Linked DNA regions of Gossypium hirsutum: region 2 is linked to region 1. The links are chromatin contacts, called in public Hi-C maps. All regions are on one chromosome and are shown on one strand. The core of a region is the stretch at or near the end of the contact, and the rest is flanking DNA. Distances in the headings are between cores, read along the strand shown.

Region 1 (6,908 bases), core at 2,514-5,013:
GACGTGTTTTTTTTTTATCATGCCTCCTTGAGAGGAATATTGGGGATATTTATATATACTCTTATTGTTACTATTACAGCTCATAACTAAGCCCACCATTTTGTCTCAGCCTTGAGGCCTTTGGTGTTGACATTCTCTGTAGCCCCCTAGCTTGTTAGACACGTGCCTGCGTAGCACGCAGTCCTTTCTGATCCTGGGGTTAACATCCTCAGCAAGTACCATACTCGTTGGTCAAGAGTCCGAATTGCTTGTAGGGCTCGTAATCCTTCCTGCAAACACCGTTTGCGACCCCATCTTGCAAGGTGTGCCCACGAACTCTTCTTGTGGACTGGCTTGGTGAATACGCCTCTTCCGACTTGGGTCCATCCGGGTCAAGGGTCGAAGACACGAATCTTTTTAGGATATTTAAGTTGGCAATTACATATATATATATATAACAAGTCTCAAATAATCCCATTCTCTTTCCTCAATTATATATATATAAAAACAAAGAGTTCAAATATTATTATGCATGTATTTTTCTATTTTTTAATATAAAAGATATATAAAAAATACACCCTAAAAATAAAACTCAATTGAATGGTAGCACAGACTCAATCAGGAGATTAATATATAATATAAATTAATAAACTAAATTACTTTACACCCAACAAGTGAAAGGAAAAAAAAAATGTAAAAATTAATATTAAAACAACATTAAGATTTGAATTCGCATCTAAAAGCTCTCAACTTATGGTCCTTTCGGGTGAAGTGAGATTAACGCTTTTAATGGGACTTTTGTGATGTTTAAGAAACAGCCCATTCTGATTGAGCTTCTTTTTAAGGCATAATCATTTTTTACCACTTCAATTCTATAAAAAAAGTTTTTTTTTATTCTTTATTTAGTCTTTAAATTTATATTTTTATTAAATTACCTAAAAATAAATAAAAAAGTTAATATTTTTAATTTTGCTAATATGATATACACATGGATGACATGTCAACATTTAATTAATTTTTTAAAATTTTAAAAAATTATAAAATTTAAATAATCTTTTTGAATTTTTAAAATTTTAAAAATAATTAAATGCTGACGCATGATTCACATGCCAATTCACGTGTATACCATGTTAATAAAGTTAAAAAATGTTAACTTTTCTATTACTTTTGGGGTGATTTAACAAAAAAAATAAGGTTAAAGGCTAAAAAGGACAAAAAAAACTAAAATAAATAGCTAAAATGACTTTTTTATAAAGTTAGACGATTAAAAAAATTATTATGCTTTTTTTTTCTTTTTTATATCATTATGCCTTTTTTAATTGCACCACACCTATTTTGTTTTTTTTTTCGACCCTTAGGCTGCGTTCTTCTTCCCGTTTTTAATGAGCTTTTGCTCAAAAAACACTTCTTAACTAAAGGCATTACAGAACAAACACCAGTATAAAAAGAATTTTAACTTAAAAAAAGTGCTTTTGCACAGATGGAGAAGCAGAAATTTTTGGCTTTTCTCAGCCAAAAGTGCTTATTTGGCTTGTATTTACTATTTTAACCTGTTAGCTTTTTCTATACGTCAGAATATTTTTTCCCTTTTACTCTTTGTTCTCCGAACTTTACTCTTAGAAATATTTTTTCTATATGTTAGAATATTTAATTATTATATTTCAATATTTCAATATAGTTTATATATTCTAATTAAATTTAATAATTAATTAATATTAATTACTTAGAAATATTTAAAATTAATATTGTATATTAAAATATTAACAATAAGTTATAATAAAGTATTTTTTATATTTTTGCTAAAATATCATAATATTAACTAATTTGAACATTATTTAAATACATATTTATTACTTTATAATATAATGTCTAAAATAGACATTTTATTTCTTAAAAGCACTTTTTAACAGCAATATCAAACACTTAAATTTTTCAAAAGCACTTCTCAAAAGCACTTTTTCACAGCACTTCTCAAAAGCACTTTTCAAAAGCATTGCCAAACTGGCCCTTACTCTCTTCAGTTTGCTTTTTCACTTCTGCCGCAGTCTCCTATTATCTATTACACCCTCGCGTTTTTGTCGTTTCTTTTTAGTATAACTCCAGTCATTTTTTTCTATTTTAAGTACACCATTCTTTATTGGGTAAAGCACAGAAATGATCACTGAAGTGTTGTCTGCATTCTATTTTGGTCACTTAACTTTTAATTTATTTTATTTTACTCACTAAACTATTCAAAATTAAATATTTCAGTCACAAAATGTTAACAGCGGTTCGAAATTTGATTAGAATGTTGATGTAGCCTTTTTTATTAGTATAAAACAAATTTAATAAATTTAGTTCTCAATGTTTACAAAATTTTTCATTTTAGTTCAAATTCTAAAAATATCAATCAATTTGGCCTTCAACATTTATACAATTTTTTTAAAAAAATTATAAATACAATATTAGGTCCAAATCAATGAAAAAGATAATACAAAATTGGTTCACCAATTAAACCAACAAGGGAGTTGAATAAATTTGGAAAAAGATCCAAAAAAGAAAATTTTGCAAAAAGTGTGTCATTCATTCAAAATTTAAAGATTTGAGTATTACCTATCATGATCAAAAGTGAGCACAAGCTTGGGTAAATTGCCTTCCCTTTGTGTTACTTTGACCCCAAAGCAACTGCAACAACCATGCTTGAGTATTTGCAGAAGAACATGAAGCAATTGGATTCTAAGTTTTGTGAGCTATCTTAATACAAGGGTTAAAACTGCACATTGCTAACTTAAAATTCTTTAAAAATTAAAATTTGTTATTTTGTAAATACTGAGAGTTAGATTTATTGAATTTTTTAGAATTTGAACTAAAATAACAAATTTTGTAAATATTAGGGCTAAATTTATTAATTTTTTTATATTTAGGATCAAATTGATATAATATGTAAATATTAGAATATTAAATTTATTATTAGACCAACAAAAAAAGCTCACGTCAACACTTCTCTCACTTCTCAAACTGCGATTAACGTTCAATAACTAAAATATTTGATTTTTTGTATTTTAGTGACCAAAATAAAACAAAGGTAATACTTTAGTGACTATTTCTATACTTTATTCTTCTTTAGAGTGAATTTGGATGATCAGTGCATTTATCTGCGATTAGTATAAAAATAGTAGTGATAGTGAGATTAGAAACTATAGCGTGAAATAAAAAGTAAATTAAACGCATGACACATCTTAATTTTCTTTAATTAAAAGAAAATCAAATACAGTATGAAAAATGACACATTTTTCCTAACTTTATTTGTCAAACCTTTTTTACCGATATCTGTCAAGTGTTTAAATTCCACGAAATGAATGAATTAGTTTTTTTTTTTTAAAGGCAATAAATGTAAATGTGAACACTTTTAACACTGACAGCTAGGGAGGCCACTTCAAGCCAGCATTGCCATACACTCGTAACCAAACAACCCACTTCACATCTTCCTAAGAAATTAGAAATCATAACGTCCCCCTTTATTTAAAAATATTCATAACGTCCTAACATAAAATTCTAATATTTAACATTATTATTATACAATTTTAATAATAATAATAAATATTTATTATTTTATAAAAATATTTTTTAATTGATAAAAATTATATTTAGGTTTTTTCTTTAAAAAATCATTATAACAATTTAATTAGTACATGAATTTTATTTTATAAAAGTATGAATTATGAGTTTAATTATATAAATAATAGGTTATTAGTGTTGAGAGACATTAATAAAAAAAAAGATAAATAAATAATAGGTTAAATTGCAGAGGGAAACTTAATAACTGATCTTTGCGCAATTCTTCACTTTCTGTTTTTTTTTTCCTTTTATTCCCTCTTCTCTTCTCTTCTCTGTTTCTGATTCTCTCTCTCTCCTATTTGTTTTATTGTTTGGCAACGCAAGACCCGAACCAGAAGGTGGTTAATTTTTGCAAATTAGAGAAAACCCAGAGAGGAAAAACCTCCTCCAAACCCTTCCTTTTCTCCATCGTTTGACATTGATATGGTCGAGACGCGACGGAGCTCTTCCTCTTCCAAACGCCCCCTTTCCTCTCCCCCTCCCACTTCTTCTAAACGATCCAAGGTCTTTTCTTTCTTATTCCTTATGGTTTTTACTTTGCATGTCTGTCCTGATACGTTCTCTTTAGATTTGAATTCCAGACTGATAGGCTTTTCTTTTTTTCTTTTTTTTTTCTTTCCCTTTAGGCATCTGAGCCGGCTTTGTCGTCCAACAATGGAGCTGCGGTTTCTGGACCGGTTAACGAAACCTTAGGTCCACCTAAGGAATCCGGGTCGGACTCACGGGTAATGGAGCTCCGATCCTCTGATCTACGGGTGTCCGATGCGGCTAAGGCCGTTGATGCGTCTCCCATCGATAAGCCTGCCGTTGCTGATCTGGAGAACGGTACTTTGGTGGCTCCGCGGTCCTCAGGTGCCATCCAAATTGATCTTCCATTTTGTTTTGTGAGGTTCTATTTTTTATTTTTTATTTTTATTTTTTGGGTTTTGATGTGGGGGATTATTTTGGTTAATTAGGTGAAGCTGCTGTAAATGCGGATAAAGTGGAGACGGTTGCTGCAGGGCTTACTGGTCGGGCTAAGAACAGGCCAATTAAGCCTGCTAAGTTAGGTTCTAAATTCCCGTGGGGAAAGCTTCTTTCCCAGCATTCTCAAGTATGTTTTCTGAAATGACATTCTTTTTAATTATGGGCTGGTTTTTGGTTCCTGGTCCCTTTGTTTAATCGTGTTCAGTTAGAACTGCCTATTGGAATCCTTGTTCTTTTAGCCAATAAATGAAGTGAAGAAAATGTGTTTTGTCCATGAACTATTTATGGCAAAAACGGATTTTAAAACTTTGTGCAGTTGAATTTTATGGAACAAGGAAATATTACTGTATAATTTGCTGGTAAAATGATGATTTGGTTCCAATCATTGAGTGGAATCTTGGAGTTCATCATGATTTAAATCCTAACTTAAGAGAGTCAATTTGGTAGGAAAATTACTTTTAGGCTGCCTCAGAGAGTCAGCTTTCTGTTGTAGTGAGGTCTAACCTCAGTAGTCATGGGAAGGTATTCTGTTGTTGAATTTCATTAAGGGAGGATCTTCCATCAAGCCACAAACCAATCAGCCTCTTTATATTGGTTTTAATACTTCTGGTTGTTTTCATGCTAAAATGATGTGCTTCCACTTCTTATTAATGTTCATATCATCCAGAATCCTCACTTAGTCATGTGTGGCACACTATTCACCGTTGGACAAAGCCATCAGTGCAACTTATGTCTTAAGGATCACAATATTAGCGCTATTTTGTGCAAAGTGAAGCACATAGAGGTATGGATCTTTACATAATTATTTCTTAACCTTTTCGTTGTACTTTTTATTGTGTTTATGGGAGTGCTGAATTTCTGTTTCCCGATGTAGAGAGATGGAACTTCCATTGCCTTGCTAGAAATTACAGGTGGAAAAGGTTCTGTCCAGGTTAACGGTAGGACTTACCGTAAAAATACTAGTTTGATTCTAAATGCTGGAGATGAATTAATTTTCACTAGTACTGGAGATCATGCTTATGTATCCTTTTCCTTCAACATGGCTTAACAAATTTTTACAGATATGTTATTCCTCTGCCTCCCAAATGGAAGTCTATTTGGCTCCACTTTCATGTGTGTTCCATAATTGAACTTTGATGCTATATGATATTTCTCCCATCTAATAGATGCTATAATTCCTTGACGGTTACTTAGATTTTTCAGCAGCTTACCAATGATAACTTAGCAGCCCCAGGCTTACCATCTTCTCTAAGCATTTTAGAAGCCCAGACTGCTCCTATAAAAGGTATTATTGAGGCACGACCAGGGGAACCATCTGCTGTTGCTGGGGCAGCAACAATATTGGCTTCTTTGTCAACAAAAGAAAATTCTGAGATGTCCACTCTACCTTCTGGTTGTGAGGTGTCAGATGACTGTGTTCCAGAAGTTGACATGAAGGACAGTGCTAGTAACACTGATCCAGCAACTGCTTCTTCAAGGGAGAAAACTGTTCCTTCTGTACCGGAAGCTGCTAATGGAAACCCTAATCTTGATAGACTTGGATTAGATGATAGTATGGATGCTGACAATACGAAGATCCCAGGGGCAGGTTACTCTTTAAGGCCATTATTGCATATCCTTGCTGGTACTTCTACTGACTTTGATTTTAGTGGTAGTATTGCCAAAATTCTAGACGAGCAAAGGGAAATTAGAGAGATGCTTAAGGAATTTGAACCTCCTTCGGGTTTGGTATCAACCAAGCGAAAAGCATTTAAAGATAGTTTACGAGACAGGATTCTCAATCCGGACAATATAGACCTCTCTTTTGAAAATTTTCCATATTATTTGAGGTAAATCTGGTGCTTTCTGCTCTTATTTGATTTTGCACTTTTTTTTTATATTTTTTGATGATTCCTTGTTTCTATGTTTTGGGAAAACAATTTTGAATTATTGCTTTTACTTATTTTTATATCAACATTTCCACAAAATTGCAAGTCCATGTATTATTTATGCAGTGAAAGTTGTACTGAGTTAACTGCCTATATTACTGGATTTGGAGCATTGGTGAAGTTTAGTTAATTTTACTTGAAACTTCCATTGTGACAGTGATACAACAAAGAATGTTTTGATAGCCTCAACCTATGTGCATTTGAAGTGTAGTAAATTTGCAAAGTATGCCTCAGACCTTCCTACCATGAGTCCTCGTATATTGTTATCTGGTCCTGCAGGTTTGGTTGCTGTTTTCTGTTAATTTTCCATTTAAATATTGTTGGACGTTCTAATTCCTGATGAGAGTACTTTGCTATGTATAGGCTCAGAAATATATCAGGAGACATTGGTTAAGGCACTTGCAAAACATTTTGGTGCTGGATTGCTAGTTGTCGATT
Region 2 (6,908 bases), core at 3,130-5,629, 280 kb before region 1:
TAAACTAGAGAAGCCAACAACAAACACCAGAGAGAAGCTATAAGAAGAATGGATAATAATCATTATTTTAAATGTTATCATAACCAATCAAAAATAGTAACAATTGAATTGAAAAGAAAAAAAGAGTTGCAAATTTTCAATGAAAGAAGAGACATATAACAGCACTGTTTTAAAAAAATGGACAAAGACTAGTGATGTTTTGAATATATATAAAAAGATATTGAAAAAAAAATATTTGAATGAATACAGAAAAGTTGGCTTAGCTTCAAAGATTATATACAGCATGTAAGGTTCCATTTGAAGATGACATACGATATAACACTGGAATCTCAAATTAAGTAAAACAAATGCCCTTACATTCATGCTCAAACTCTAGATATGATGGCAAATATATCAGAAAAGCATAAAAAAAATATATCATGTTAGCTAGTGTCAAATTCATGGTTGGCCAACAAATCAAAGGCTACTAATTCCAATTCTTTAACCCTCCTCCAAGGCAAATCAAGCAAAGCAAACAAGGTACCAAGTAATAGTTGTACATAAAAACTATTAGCACTCTTGTACATAAAAACTAAAGTAAATTTTACTAATGCACTTTCTCTTCTTTTGGTAAATACTTATATTCAACAAAAATGACCTAATTAATAATTTTTTGGACACATTCTTATTGCACGAATCACTTGAATCTGACTTGAATTTCTTTCTACTTTCAATAGGACACAAACAAAGAAATACCCGAATACAAGAAAGTATCATATTTCATTTATTCAAAAAAAATATTAGATTTCACTTCAACTCAAATGAATCCTGTTCAAGAAAAATGGCCAAAGAACTCCATCTTTTAAATGGCATGAATTTATGATTTTTATTGTTGGATTAAAGATGACACTTCATTAAGCACTACGCTATACAGTACAATTGACTTGTTTCAATTAAATATCATTATAGAATTCAAACATTGATTAATCTAATAAAAATCCCATGACAAAGCACTTTTCTACAATCACATTCAGATGATTACTTGAATAAAAATACTACTCCAAAACCAAAACGTGATTTAACCAAACGTAGAATTACAATACTAGATACCCAAATAACAATATTTGAGTATCGACATTCAAATTGAAGCTTTCCAATGGAATTTCAGTTACCTTTAGAAGAAAAGTTACACAACTGAGAAGATGACCTTAGCACCCCTTCCCCACAAACCTGCGAAAAGGAAAAAAAGAAAAAAGAAAAAAAGTTGATTCACCGTTTCATATATTTAAACTACCTTTTTTTATATAAAAAAATGAACATAGTGCAAGACGATCAGATTAAACATGAGAAAAACAAAGGATATGAAGTTATGGAAGAAAATAAAGAAAAGGGTAAGGTTTTTAAAACATGTGGAGCGAAGAAAGAACGCTTTTAAGAGATGAAATATTTCGAAGAAAGTTGGCCATAACATGCAAGGGAAAGGAGCTTTGTTTAGAAGTATAAGATGTGGGAAAAGAAGAACAATAAACTAGTTATGATTAGATGTTACTTAATTCCATAGATTAAAAAGAGAAGAAAGAAATGGAAAAACAAACAAACAAACACAAAAAAAAAATCAAAATGGGAGAAGAGATAAGTACAGGCAGATGAATCGACTGCAAATTTAGGGAAAATTTTGGAAGATTAGAGATTTAGATGGAGACGGAGATAACCCTTTTGGCAAAACATAAATTTGCCATTTTCATTTTCAAGACTTTGAACCAATCTTGTTAGGGTTACTAAAAGAGGCAAAGAGAAAATCTTAAGGAATAATGGAAAGGTTTACCTGAGGGAGGACTACTACTGGCTAGAGACGAAGGAAGCAAGAGAGGTTGGTACTGAGATCGAGCTGAGTGAGAACTTTTTTTTACGTGAGAAAATGGGAGGGTAAAATGGAAAGGAGACCTATATTCAATGAAAAAGAAACTGAATAGAAATGCCCTATTTCCATGCTTAAACACAAAATTGGATTATAATGGAATAAACTCCTAATAGGCATTCCATTGAATCAAACTATAGTTTCTGGTGGGCGCACAGAATTGGGTTGTAATGACTATACCATTATATCTAACCAAACATGCCCTTGAGATAAAAACTTTTGAATAATTTCCATTTTTCAAAAAGAAAAAAAATCTAATTTTATAAACTAAAGAAACACCAAAAGTAATCTTAAATAATTGGTACCAAAATAAGTCCATATATTCAAATATATCCATAAGTTCATATGTAAGATCATCATCTGCAATACTACGAAAAAGAAGCCCTGATTTCCAGGCTACCAAAAACTATTTCAACACTCGCATGATAGATTTAAGTATAGAATATTCCAGTAACACTTGTACAAGCTAATTAAAAAACATTAAGACATAAGAATCGTGTAAATTCTGCTTATTTACACCAATATCTAATATTCAGCATGATTGGTATTACAGTCCCAGTGTGCAACACCATGGTGTTATTAGGCGACTAAAAATATGCAGCAACCCCAGTTGTTTGTTCAATTTTATTGCAGAGATTAATGTTTGATCTTCGGCCTCTTCACGATCATCACAGAGCAATGAGCATGGTGAGAACAATAATCACTCACACTGCCAAGAACAGCCCTGTAATACAAAATATAATCATTTGTTAAAAGCTGGACTGAAATAAGGTCATTCTTAAATTGTTGAAAGTTTGGCAATTTCTTTTTCAGTTCTTATTCATCACAACATATGAAAAATGAAAGGTTCTATAACAGGAGCTATAATATTGAGAAAAAAAAAACCAGCTTATAATCTGCAAAATATCATATAGCAGAGCTACCGCCAAATGTCAAATAAGATCGGGTTGGTTTTGAATCAGATCAATTCTGATTTCAAAATTTTCATGCCACTTACATGTCATTTTAGGATTGGAACATTTCAGGTTAGTAAGCCTAGTTTCTGGGCACCTTGGGTTATGTCATTTCGAATTACTTGTTCAGGTCATTCCGAGTTTTGATATTTTTGGGTTTGAGTTAAGGAAGTTCAGATCATTGACGTTTTACAGTCAAGTAGCATTGGGTTGGGTTCGGATTTGGATTGACCGGATCAGGTTTTTGGATTTGGATCAAAACTGGCAAGCCTACTTATACATATATAGATGATATATATCATATTGTAGATGAGGTCTATGGGTTAAGTCTAACCCTAAAAAAGGGAAGAGGGGAAAAGAGGCAAACCCACTAAACCAAAAAAACTAGAAAGGAGAAGATGTTCTATACAGATGCATTAACATTATTTGAGAACTCATCCCCACAGAACCAAAATAAACCATCGATTTTTTCTTGTGGAAGTAATGAGCCATTTTTTAGTGATTAGAAACTTAATGAACAAGCCACAGTTAATCAAAGAGTAAAAAAGTTCCCAATGTTCATCTAAAAACTTAAAAAGAGATCAGACATAGGTTTTAATACCTCTTTATAGCTCCATAACCATGGCTACCAACAGCGAGAATGGAGGCATGGTGTTTTTCTACAGCGTCACAGAGAACATTCCTTGCATCACCTTCCCCCACTTCAACTACGGCATCATGTACCTGCACCGAAACCAAAAAAACAGATTGGATGCTAATACCCTTCTTTAATTAGGCTACAAAAGTAAAACAAGTAGCTGATGAATACCGATTTGCTAAGGCAGAGTTCCTTGGCTTTCTCAACAACCCTGGCAGCGATCTTCCTCAAATCCGCATCCACATAGGGCAATACATCAGCAGCTCCTACAATAATGATACCTCCATAAGAAAGCTAAAACACACGGTACTTGAACCAAAAGAGAAAAGGAGGGTAAATTCAAACCAGGTCCGGCGAGACCAACAGCAGAAGAAGCAGAAGGCTTGGCATGAACGATGACGAGCTTGAAAGGAGGATTGGAAGCGAAAGGAGCAAAGAAGTGATCGAGGATCCACTGCAGCGCGTACGTACTGTGCTCGCTGTCGTCGATTCCAACAACCATGGCTTGCTTCTCCGTCGTTGTTGCCATCGTGGTATGTGTCTTGGTTCTTGTGTCTTGGAATTGCAAAGGGTCGGTTTGATCTTTCTTTAATTTTGGGGGGTTATAAAAAAGGAATGGTTTTGTAGGAATAAGGAATTTATTGAGAAACACAGAACACAAAACAACGTGCGGGCAAATGCGTAAGGCGTAAGGCGTAAGGCGTAAGGCGTAAGGTGTAAGCGTGTTAAAATTATGCTTGGAAAAAGGGGGAGGGAAGGGAAGGAAGACCCAAACTAGAATACGCGATACGCTGGGTGATAGTGATTGTGTCCCTATCCTTTTTGCCTCTATTCTAAACCATCATTCTAGACAGACAATGTTATGATATGTCTTTCATCTTTAAAATATTCCAAATCATCAAATTTATTAATTTAACCCTTAAATAAAATATTAAATTTTTATATAACATAATTTAAAATAAAAAATAAATATTGTAAAAATATTAATTTTAAAATCTTTGAAGTTTTTACATAAATTATTATTCACTTTTTTTCGGTTATATTTTATTTTTAATATACGACAAAGTTTTACTATTTTTTAAAATTTTCATTTTAAATTATGTTGCTTAAGATTTTACATGTCATTTAATGGTTAAACTTTCGGTTTTAATAACCAAAGGATTTGATTGATATAACATCGATAGCTTAGGAATGCAATTAGAATATTTTTAAGTTTAAGGATAAATCTAAAAATGAGGACCATAGTTTGGGATGTAATTAAAACGTTTTGAAGTTTAGGGATAAATTTAAAATGAGGATTATAGTTTGCGAATGTCTACTGTAATTTACTTTATTCACTCACGGGTTAAATCCTTAAACTTAGTAGTTTTTTTCTTTCGATTCCTAAACTTTTTTTTAGTTTATTTTAGTATTGGCACTTGATAATTTTTTAAAAATTAATCATTAAATTTAGATTTCATCAAGTATGATGATGTGATTATTTAAAATTATGTCATATTGTCAAAAAAAATAAAATTAATATAAAAAATTTTAAAAAAATTTCAAGTAATCATCTAAATTTAAAGATTAAATTGAAAAAAATGATCAAAGCTTGTGGAAAAAGATGAGAAAATAAAGGAGTCAGTATTGGTTTATCCCAGACAATGAAGGTGAGACAAATTGAGACACGTGGGAGACGTGATCCTCCATCTCACATTCATTGGGAGCCGTTCTGGGGGAGACTGTATCTCACAATTTAACTCTTCCATTTAGACTCCTCCTATTTATTACCAAGTATTACTTCAATTACGCTCCGCTTTTCCGGGATTTTTATTTTTATTTTCTTAAAAACTTTCTATAAATTATTGAACTGAATTACCCAAATAAGAATAAATAAATATGTTAAATTAATTTTTACTAATAATTTTATACTATATAAGTTAGAGAAAGAATTGTATAAAATTATAATTTCATGTTATCTCTATCTCTTTTCAATAAAAGAATGACAAATCAAATTTTTACTTCTGATTTTTAGCATTTTCACAAGAGAAAAAAAAGGTTAAAAATCAAGAAGAAAAATTTAATTTGTCATTCTCCTATTGAAAAGGAATAGGGATAACATGTAATTACAATTTCATACAATCCCTTCTCAAGTTATGGCTTTAAGTCATGTTCTCATTTTGAATTTTAAAATTTTAATCATGACTCAAACGATTAAAATCATGAATTAAATGATGTGAATTTTTTTTTGTGTTATGTAAAAATAACAATTTAATATTATATTATACATGCAATAATATGTTTTTTTAAAATATAAGTACACATAAAATTAGAGACAAACTCCAAAAATTTTAGGGGTCGAAATTAAATAGTATTTGTTACAACAATAAAAATATAATTTCATCAATTTTAATAATCTATATATTTATAATTTTTAAAATATTAAATAAAAAATAGGCAGTTTTAATAGGAAAAAAAGATCATATTTATATTTGTATATAATATGAAAAGGTTGCAGTTTTTAAGTACTCAAATTGAAAAAAAATAAAAAAGAATGGTGTGTATTTTTAATTAAAAGAGTATGATTTAAATTTGCAAGTTATTTTAAGTGACTCACATTAAGCATATGATAGATATGTTCGAGATGACAATTCTTGTGGGTATGTTTAGTGGTCACTTCTTTACTCAAATATCTATTTCTGGTTTTTATGTCTTTTAGTACAAAGAAATTCTCCCATTTCAATGATGAAATCATTTCTAAATAATTATATAAATCAGCTAAAATCACAACTACTACTGCTATCCTTGTTTAAATCATAACCACCCTTTCTTCATTAAGTTAGTTTCATTTAAATCGGATTATTAATTTTATTAAGAAAATATGAATTTCCCCATTCGTAATTAAAATAAGTTATATTACTTGAAAGTATTTTATTTTTTTATTTAAAAAAATAAAAAAATTTGCATATGACAGAAATTTGAACTTGAATAAATTGCATTAGAAAAACTTTTAAATTACCACTTAGCTAAAATTCTACTTTAATATTTTTATATATTTTAATTTTATTATACACACTTTATTATTTCCATCATTTATATATCTATACTATTATTTAAGTTCCTGACAGAGTCGATGTCACCCTCAACCAGTACACCAACTTGGTTAAAAAAATTATGGACATGCATTTTCGTAATAAAAACAAGTTATATTATTCGAACTTATTTTAGTCTTTTTATTTTAAAGAAAAATCAATAAAAAGATGTATAGGATGGGATTTGTACACATATAAATTGTATTAGTAAAATTTTTAATTTACCACTTAGCTAAAGCTTTATTTTAATATTTTTACACATTTTAATTTTATTATTTGTGTTCTATATTTTTTGTTTCCACACGCATATGTCGCGGGGCTAAAACTTTAGTTTGGCAAACCGTGTGACT

Evidence for each region. A called contact is a pair of places that touch in the nucleus more often than the background predicts.
Region 2: a contact with region 1 is called in a Hi-C map of hypocotyl, with 5 times the contacts expected there. The contact joins the promoter of LOC107928380 here to the promoter of LOC107928822 in region 1. A contact is called at or near these places in 3 of 34 Hi-C or Micro-C datasets (hypocotyl and leaf).

The regions. Positions count from the first base shown.
Region 1 is chrA08:16,452,357-16,459,264 of Gossypium_hirsutum_v2.1, reverse strand. LOC107928822 reads left to right here and starts at 3,763. Exons shown (of 27, transcript XM_041074422.1): 1 at 3,763-4,080; 2 at 4,203-4,428; 3 at 4,533-4,669; 4 at 5,210-5,326; 5 at 5,417-5,563; 6 at 5,737-6,371; 7 at 6,628-6,749; 8 at 6,834-6,908. The coding sequence starts at 4,000.
Region 2 is chrA08:16,729,204-16,736,111 of Gossypium_hirsutum_v2.1, reverse strand. LOC107928380 (universal stress protein PHOS34) reads right to left here and starts at 4,379. Exons shown (of 4, transcript XM_016859634.2): 1 at 3,833-4,379; 2 at 3,659-3,753; 3 at 3,452-3,573; 4 at 2,305-2,621. The coding sequence starts at 4,016. The coding sequence ends at 2,534.